2 separate regions of the Rattus norvegicus genome follow, and region 2 is linked to region 1. A link is a contact called in public Hi-C data. All regions are on one chromosome and are shown on one strand. Each heading gives the region's core, a stretch centred on a gene start, on an enhancer-like site or on the middle of the called end of the contact. The rest is flanking DNA. Distances are from core to core; before and after follow the strand shown. Region 1 has its middle 22 kb from the start of Tmem176b. Region 2 has its middle 29 kb from the start of Aoc1.

Region 1 (5,188 bases), core at 2,080-4,579:
TTGTGGTGAAAGGGAAGTGATTAGAGCAGTGCTTGGGCAGCAAACACTTTACTTGATGGGCTTTTCAAAGAACATGAAGTTGGGTGGGTATGGAAGTGAGGAGAATTGGGGAGGAGTTGAAGGGGAGAAAGAATATGATTAAAAATATATTGTATGAAAAATGAGAAAGAACATAAATTTGGGTGGCTATGGAAGGGGATGAATCTGGGAGATGTTGGAGGAGTGGGCTGAATGTGATCAAAACATACTATATAAAATTCTCAAAGAACTAACAAAGTTAGAAAAAAGAAATAAATCTCCAGGGCAGAGTATAAATGTCCTAGTTGCTTGAATGTATGTTGAAGAGAAGAGGAAAACTGACTACCAGGGTTTTGCCTCAAAATACTGTCCATTGCCAAGTTGTAGATGACTATGGAAGGAATAGTCTGTTTTTAAGTATGTTAATCTCTTTCTCTCTCTCTCTCTCTCTTTCTCTCTCTCTCTCTCTTTCTCTCTCTCTCTCTCTTTCTCTCTCTCTCTCTCTCTCTCTCTCTCTCTCTCTCTCTCTCTCTCTCTGTGTGTGTGTGTGTGTGTGTATGTGTGTGTGCATGCATGAACGTTATGTGTGTCTGCAGAGCCCAGAGGTGTTGAGTCCCCTGGAGGTAGTTAGCATCTATTGGAAAAACATCACCATAGAGACGGAGAAGCACCTTGGGGTTTCTTCAAGCTCTCCCACTGGTTTTTGGTTGAGACTTAAAATGGGGGAAACTTTTTGAACCACTGAGTACAGAATTTTAAAACAGATGTCCTGAGTAGCCGCTCCCACATTCTATTAGCAGCCCTAGATTCAGCGGAGACCTTTTTCATTTCTGACAGGCTAAATGTCCTGATGGGACACTGTTTTCAGGTCCAGGAATGAAGCATGTGGCTCAGACTTACCTATACTGAGATCATATGCTCTAGCACGTGGTTTCTGGCATGGGCATACAGCCTGAGTTAGTCATGTCAGCACATCCACGACTTCTGGGTCACACTTCCAGAAAAGACTGCACTTGAAGCCTGGGGCTGCAACGTAGGGTCTATGGCTGCTGTTTGCTACCCCCACCCTTCCCACCCCACCCCTGCCTGGAGCTGCCGTAGATCACCTGGAGCTTAGAGATGAAGACCATGTGCTAAAGTCAGACCCCAGAGATGGGGATAGCTTCTCCTGCAATTGTTCCCTGAGTGCTGAGTTTAGCCATGCTTGAATCCCCCTGCTATTGAATGAGTCCTGCTTCCTACACAAAATGCTAGACGTACTAGGGTACAGTAACTGATGTCTAAATGGTTCCCTCTGAATCTCTAGGTCATGACCCTATGGGGCAGCACTCCAAAGCCTCCTGAGTAATGATGCTGTTTTTGGGAAGACCCCAAGGTTGCTCCAAGTGAGCTCTGAAGAGATGCCATGTTCCTGAGGACAGACAAGTGGAAGGAATTCACGTATGTGGAAACAACTCTTGTTGGTCAAGGTTGTTTTCCTTAGGAAGCTGTACATAACCTCAGACTCTGTAAATGCAGTTATAAATTATATTTATTATAGATATAAATGTATATGTGTGTTATACCACATCGCTGTTTGTTGTGTGGATTCTTTTACAGTATAAGCAAAAAGGTATGTGATTCATGAACGACTGGTTATTGAATGATCCTTTTTCCTTTTCAAAAGGCCTTGATTCCCATGTCTAGTAAGACAGAGAGACTGGGTCTCCACACGGGTTGACCTTTAGCTTCACAGTTTGTCTAGAAAAGCATCTCCTTTGCTACAGAGTGCAAAGAGGGAGGTAAAGGCATGTTCCCTGGTGACTCTACCAAATGGAAGATGCTAGATTTCATTTTAGCAGGGACAGAATATGGAGCATATTTCAGTTCAATGCTATTAAAAATGAAGCAGCAGCAAGATTCCAGCTAAAAGAGCAGAGCACTAAATGAGAATATATGAATGTGTGTGTATGTGTATGTGTATGTATGTGTGTATGTGTGTGTGTATGTGTGTATGTTTATGTATGTGTATGTGTGTATATGTGTGTATGTGTGTATGTGTGTGTGTGTGTGTATATATATATATATATTCCAAAACAAAGACTATTATAAAAAACTTCGCATGCACCATAAGCATGTAAGTTTTCTTTTCCACATGTTCTTTTAGACAATAGAATTGTTCCACAAAGGGTTTTCTGTGTTAGGCTGCGTACATTATTATAAATTGGCATTGGTGGAAGCTTTGTTTATAATTATCACAGAGACGCATGTTTTGCATCATGTTCTGGCAACTTATCCTCAGTGAAACCTTCCAGCGTCCTTTTTATTTTTTTGGAGGGAGGGGGACATATTCTGTAAACAATCAAACCACTAGAACATGTTTGTAAGTAAGTAGATCTGAATACATCTTTTTTATTAAATAAGGGAAAGAGAATATGAATGTGTACTTATGGCTGTTAATTTTTAAGTACCCTGAACCATAGAGAGTCCATCCCCATCAAGACCAATAATAACAAAAATATTTTTTCACACTGTTAAATCCACCATTATGGATAAAACTGGTGCAAACTGGTCAAATGGATCCAACAAACACTGATGTCCAAACTGGCATCTTGGCAGCTAGTACATAGTCAATAAAGTTTAAAAGATCTTGTAGCAAGGTATGGGGAGGTATAATGTCTTTAGTCCCTGCATTTGGAGGCAGAGGCAGGAGGATGTCTGAGTTCAAGCCCAGCCTGGTCTACAGAGTGAATTCCAAGCCAGTCAGGGCTACATAGAGAGACTGTCGCAAATAAATAAATCGCAAATAAGCATCTAGCCTCTCTTCTCTTTTGCCATGCTCTTCTCAAGAGGTCCGTTCTAAAAATACATTGTCGAACTTCCCAGTTAGCTTTCTCTTCCTCAAACTGACAATGTTTCCTCTCTAATTCTCTGTGCTGCAATTTCGAATTCCTTCCCCATCCACTCAGGACAAAGCCAAAGCTGTTTCAGGTCCTGCAGCCCTTGGACTTTCATCTCAAACGCCTGCTCCGTCGTCTCCATTTGCATCTCGGTGGCACCGTCCCACCTTCCTTCTTCTGTCTGCACCACAGCATTCTTCCTAAATGGCTCTCGCTTCTGTTGCTACGCACTCCACTCAAGTTAGAGCTGATTGCTGTCTGCTTCTGTGATCCTCTCAATGTCCATTAGAAACCCTTCAAGCCCTGCCTGTGTGTTCTTACATATTACTTCCAAGAACTGTAAACTCAGTGTTCACTGTTTTCAACCCTAGCCACACCCCAAGGCACAGCCTCCCTCTCTGACCCTACTCCCAGTAACTTCCTTTACCAAAGAGCATGCGCAGCAGGGAGAGGCTGACCTTTGTCTTCGAAACACCTTACTTCTCTCTTTACCAGCTGTTCCTGAAAACCCATGTATGTTCATTTTATGTCCATGGATTTGTCTCATTATCTGTTTCCTAAACCGCTGGTGTCCCTCTAGCATCTTCTATAGCAACTGTAAGATACTCATTTTTTCACATAAACTCTCCATAAACCCAGTATCCAATGGCTGAAACCCATGTCCTGAAGGAGCAATGAAGTATAAGCGACAGACAGAGAGCCCTGTTTCAGGCACGTGATGTCTGCTTTCAAGTAATCCTCAGATTTACTGCCAGCGTAGTCATTAACCGGAAGCCAGCCACTGCGATACCCGCTGCATCTCCAGGTCAGTAAATCAGCAGTAAAGGAACAGCGCCTTTCCTGAGGATAACTTCGAGTGCTTCCCTCGTGCTGCCTTTCTTATTCCAGGGAAGGACCTGGATTCCCTGGAGAGCACAACTCTGTAAGAGCCGGTTGATTGATGTTGGCTTTCTCAGTCCTGTTCACCTATGACCACGGTGTGAACTCAAAGCCCCTCTTCACTGATTTCAAGGTTGGCGAATCACACCCAGGCTTCAGAGTCTTCGCTGAGCTCCACACAGCCTCCTTGCTTGGCTTCTAGCATGACTTTGTTGGCATTAGGGCTCCTGCTTAACCCAGTGTTTATATTGGCCACTTTTCTTCTTCTTCTTTTTTCTTTTCTTTTTTTAATCCGGAGCTGAGGACCAAACCCAGGGCCTTGCGCTTCCTAGGCAAGCGCTCTACCACTGAGCTAAATCCCCAACCCCTTGGCCACTTTTCTTAAAAATTCGGTATCATATATTCTACTTCTGGGGAGTCCACTCCTTAGACAATATCCATGTGGGAACTATTGCTTGAGGCCTCAAATGTCTCACTGAACGGCAGTTCAAGAGAAGCAGAATCAAGTCTGAAATCTGACCTGTTCTCTCTTCTCTGCACTTTGCAGCTGTTGAGAGAAAAAAGAAGCATCTTTGTACTTAGTGTTTATAAATGAGAGTCAGACACAGAGCAATGTGTGTAACATGTTATTTGTTAAAGCTGGTGTGTGTGTGTGTGTGTGTGTGTGTGTGTGTGTGTGTGTGTGTGTGTGGTAACTCCTGATAAAGATCTGCGCTGTTGAAGACCCTTACCGCCCTGCAAACGTCATGTCAAGATGAGCATGTCTTGTTGAGAATCTGTGCCACTGAACACAGAGTTCAAAGCAAAAACCAAAACAAAACCCAAACATCACTTGATAATGAAAGTGATAAATTAGTTCCGTATAAACAGGAAAGATAACAGTGTAATAAAACCTCAGGGCTGCGGAACAAACTCAGTGCGATGGTGCGGGCTTGTAATCTCAGCACCCGGAAGGTGGAAGTGGGATGAGGACCAGTTCTAACCACCCTCAGCATCATAACTTTTACTTTTTGGAAGAAAAATAAATTCAACTTGATAGAAAATGGATCTTATAAGGAATCGTGCAATCTACTAAATTATGGAGCCAAAACCACAACAGATCAGAGAAACCTCGGTGGAACCCTTTCAAAACAGAAAAGCCGCAAAAGAGAACCGAGGACGTGGGCAACACACGTGGTACGAGTGCGCCACCTACTGGTGAAAATGGAAGAGCGCGCTCTGGTTTGTGGCATCTCCGGATAAAAATTAAAGGGGAAAATTCAATCTGTGTACCAATGTGATTTCTGAATTCCACCGTTCCTTTTATTGACCAAACCTTTGTAAGTTAATTTGCTATATTAAGACATGTTACAGAGCAACAGTTTGCATTTTTTGTAATCTGTACAATTCCCCACATATAAACACTTTATTTA
Region 2 (4,481 bases), core at 1,201-3,700, 90 kb before region 1:
GACTTCCCCGAGCACCAGGGCAACCTCAAGATGTGTTGAGAGCTGGCCTTCTGCAAGATCATCCACTCCTACTGTGTCTTCCCTCACAGTGTGACATCTACTGTGACATCTCCCTCATGGGGCAGGAGCAACCTGATATCAGTGAACGACTCATTAGCGCCTCCCTCTTCCTTCCCTTCCTGTGCCCTGCCATCATGTTGCTCTCTCGCTCTTCAACCTGCTTCAGCTCGCACCCTCACACTCATCGCCAAAGTCACCCAGAACCTGGCCAACTTTGCCAAGTTTGTCAGCAAAGAGGAATACATGTCATTCATGAACCAGTTCCTGGAGCACGAGTGGATCAACATGCAGCCCTTCCTGTTGGAGATCTCCAACCCTGAGACTCTTTCTAACACAGCAGGCTTCGAGGGCTACATAGACCTGGGCTGGAAGCTCTCTAGCTTACACTCTCTGCTCTGGGAAGCTGTCAGCCAGTTTGATCAGAGCATTGTATCCAAGCTGGGACCCCTGCCGTGTATCCTGAGGGATGTCCACACAGCACCGAGTACTCCAGGCAGTGGGCAGCTCCCTGGCACCAATGACCTGGCCTCCACCCCAGGCTCTGGCATCAGCAGTGTCTCAGCTGGGCTTCAGAAGATGGTGATTGAGAATGATCTCTCTGGTCTGATAGATTTCACCCAGTTACCGTCTCCAACCCCCGAAAACAAGGACTTGTTTTTTGTCACAAGGTCCTCCGGGGTCTAGCCTTCACCTGCCCGCAGCTCAAGCTACTCAGAAGCCAACGAGCCTGACCTGCAGATGGCCAATGGCAGCAAGAGCCTGTCCATGGTGGACCTCTAGGACGCCCGCACACTGGACAGGGAGGCATGTTCCCCAGTGGGCCCCGAAGCCCTTCCTGCTGACAGGCAGGTACCTGCAACTCAGCTGGTGACTGGGTGGCCAGCCCGGGCAGCCCCAGTGAGTCCGGCAGGATTGGCCATAGTGCGGCGGGCAGTGCCAACACCAACCACACCAGGCACCTCCAGGGGTGCACCAGGCCGGCCCCAGTTGTTGGCCCCACTCTCCTTCCAGAATCCCGTGTACCAGATGGCTGCTGGCCTGCCACTGTCACCCCGTGGCCTTGGTGACTCAGGCTCTGAGGGCCACAGCTCCCTGAGCTCTCCCAGCAATAGTGAAGAGCTGGCAGCCGCTGCCAAACTAGGAAGTTTTAGCACTGCTGCTGAGGAGCTGGCACGGTGGCCTGGTGAACTGGCACGGAGTCAGATATCACTGACTGAGAAGGGTGGTCAGCCAACAGTGCCGAGGCAAAATAGCCCAGGTCCCCAGGGGAGGATTGACCCGCTGTCACCGCCACCACCACCACCACCACCACCCCCCGGGCAGGACACCTCCTACCATGCTGAGCACCCTACAATACCCACGACCCTCAAGTGGAACCCTGGCATCAGCATCACCTGACTGGGCTGGCCCTGGCACCCGGCTGCGGCAACAGTCCTCCTCTTCCGAGGGAGACAGCCCGGAGTTGAAGCCCCGCGCCTAGCACAAGCAGGGCCCTTCACTGGTCAGTCCCAATGCTCTGGACCTCACGGCCGCTTGGCTCTTGACTATGAACGCGCAGTTGTTAGAAGACGAGTGTCTTGGCCCACGACACCTCCCCCCCCAAGGTATAGGCTAAGGAGTAATGAGGAGCTCAGCCAAGCAGAAAAGGATCTGGCAGTGCTGCAAGACAAGCTGCGGATCTCCACCAAGAAGCTGGAGGAGTACAGACCCTGTTCAAGTGCCAGGAGGAGACGACGCAGAAGCTGGTGCTCGAGTACCAGGCTCGGCTGGAGGAGGGCGAGGAGCGGCTGCGGCGGCAGCAGAAAGACAAGGACATCCAGATGAAGGGCATCAGCAGCAGTATGCATTAGAAACAAAAGCCCGCTTGCTCGCTTGCTGAAACACAGGGTCTTTTAAATTGAGCGTGCGCACTGCATGGGAACTAGCGACCCTGGAGGATGTTAGAGTTGCTCCCTCTCCAAGACAGCAGCAGCCTGCATCAGGCTCCATGTGTGCAGACGCCTCTCCTCACCCTCCCAGCCCCAGTCAAGGACCCAGGCACTGCAGGCAGGGAGGGGCGCACCCCACAGCTGGGGCTGGCTTACCCCAGCTCTAGGCTGTTCTGTAGCATATCTGACCCTCCCTCCCCCTTTGTGGAACAGAGATGGGCAGGAGCTTGAGTCTCTCTTGGGTTCCCATCTGTTCCCACACTCTAGATTCCAAGCTCCGGTTCTGAGTCACCTAGGGCAGGAGCCTTTGCCCAGACAGCAGAATGGGGCTAGGCAAGCTGCACTCAGTGCTCCTAGAGATCTCACTAGAAAGGGTGGAGGTATGGCCTAGCTCTGCTGCACCTCAAACTCAGTCCACGGACAGGCAAGGGTAAAGGGTAGATGCCCTGGACTTTTAGCTGTAACCTATAACCCAGTTAGGCTGCAGACCAGTGCTGGGAGAGGGCGTGGCCATCAAGGGTCAGAGACCTTAGGAAGGAAGGAGGTGGGGCTGAGGTCCTGTCACTGCCTCTTCCTGCCCCACTCCTATCCACACCCCTGCCCCTGTGCATTTCAGCAGGGGTGGCCTCTCGGGCAGGGCCTGGCCTGGCCTGGGTCTTGCCCTTCTAATGTCCAGGGAGCCCTGTTTTCCTTCCCACCCACACTGTCGCCCATGCCTCTTTAAAGTGACCTCTGTCTGAGCGCCTCCTAGCAATATGGGGAAGTCCCCAGGCCTGGACAGGAGAGCGCAGGGCCAGATGCAATGGCCCCTCTGGCGGGGTTGTTGGCTCTCAGGCCAAGAGACTTATTACCTCGTGCAAACACTGTAAAACTGTAGACTCTCCACAGATTTTTATCTTAATTGCAAGTCTGCCGACTTTTGTAAATGTTCTTGGTGTTTGACTGTAACGGAACTATTTCACCCAAGGGATGTACATAGTCCTTTAGTCCTGGTGCTGCAAGGGCTGGCCAGGACACTGCTCTCACTGTTGATACAGCCTAGAGAAGGGTGCTGGGCAGGACGAAGAGCTTTGCAGTCTAGGTGTCTGTCTGTCTTTTCCCTGCCTGGGACATTGGTTGGCTTTCAAGCATGCTGTTGGGGTGGGAGGTTGATGAGGGCACAGGCCCCAATGGGGCCAGTAGAGCATCCTCCTGCCCCACAGCTTTGGGGCTGAGCTCTGGCCACAGCAAGGGCTGGTGTTGCCAGAGGCCCTGCTCTGGGAAGGCCCTGGCCACTGACACCCAGGCTCTGCAGGAGTGAGGGGCCCCTCCCCTGCCAACATAGACTTTTTATTCAACTCGTATGTTAGGGTGAAGGAAACTGCCAAACTTCATCTGAGCGAAGACTTCTGACTGCCCAGGGGTGGGGGTGGGAACCAGGGCCAGAGCTCCACATGTGCCCCAGCACCTGCCCGAGGGACACTCCTCTCTCATACCCTAACGACTGGGAGCCAGACTGTCTAGGGAACCAGCCCCTCTTTTCTATATACTTAGCCACAAGGTTACCATCAACCCCACTGTGCCTAGCACCCCCTTTTGTAAGTATGTAAAAAGGAAAAAGGCAAACATCAGAGTCAGCCAGAGCCCTTCCCTCTGCCGAGACTTTTAACCCTGTAATAATGTACAGAGACGTTGTTAGTGTCCGAAGACTCTATGTGGCTGTGCAATTTCTGTACACTTGCAATTAGAACCATTAAAGATTTATTAAGCTATTTTTAAAAAATTAAAAAAAAAGAAATGCAGGAAAACACAAGTAAACAAGTAGTAGAAGCCCTTAGAGAGGAAACACAAAAAAGATTTACAGGAAAACACAACCAAACAGGTGAAGGAATTAAAAATGGAAATAGAAACAATAAAGAAAGCACAAAGGGAGACAACCCTGGATATAGAAAACCTAAGGAAGAGACAAGGAGCCAAAGACACAAGCATCACCAACAGAATACAAGAGATAGAAGAGAGAATCTCAGGGGCAGAAGATACCATAGAAATCATGGACACAACTGTCAAAGATAATGTAAAATGCAAAAATCTCCTAGACCAAAAGATACAAGAAGCCTAGAGAACTCCAAATAGATTGGACCAGAAGAGAAATTCCTCCCGTCACATAATAGTTAAAACACCAAATGCACAAAATAGAGAAGGAATATTAAAAGCAGTAAAGGAAAAAGGTCAACTGATCTATAAAGACAGACTTATAAGAATTACACCAGACTTCTCACCAGAGACAGTGAAATCCAGAAGATCCTGAACAGATATCGTACAGACCCTAAGAGAACACAAATGCCAGCCCAAGTTAGTGTATTCAGCAAAGCTTTCAATTAATATAGATGGAGAAACCAAGATATTCCATGACTAATCCAAGTTGACACAATATCTTTTTATAAATCCAGCCCTACAAAGGATAATAGATGGAAAGCTCCAACACAAGGAGAGAAAATACATGATGCAGAAAGA

What was found. A called contact is a pair of places that touch in the nucleus more often than the background predicts.
Region 2: a contact with region 1 is called in a Hi-C map of liver, with 6 times the contacts expected there. The contact joins two enhancer-like sites. A contact is called at or near these places in 6 of 12 Hi-C or Micro-C datasets (frontal cortex, kidney, liver and 2 more).

The regions. Positions count from the first base shown.
Region 1 is chr4:79,080,497-79,085,684 of GRCr8, reverse strand. No RefSeq gene overlaps it. Among named protein-coding and RNA genes, the nearest start is that of Tmem176b, 22 kb to the left of the region's middle. Within about 2 kb of position 3,329, at least 11 of the 93 cell types and tissues checked have an H3K27ac peak or open chromatin away from gene starts, as enhancers often do. A contact at or near this core is called in liver, where this site is marked.
Region 2 is chr4:79,170,215-79,174,695 of GRCr8, reverse strand. It overlaps the pseudogene Dab2ip-ps1. Among named protein-coding and RNA genes, the nearest start is that of Aoc1, 29 kb to the right of the region's middle. Within about 2 kb of position 2,450, at least 4 of the 93 cell types and tissues checked have an H3K27ac peak or open chromatin away from gene starts, as enhancers often do. A contact at or near this core is called in liver, where this site is marked.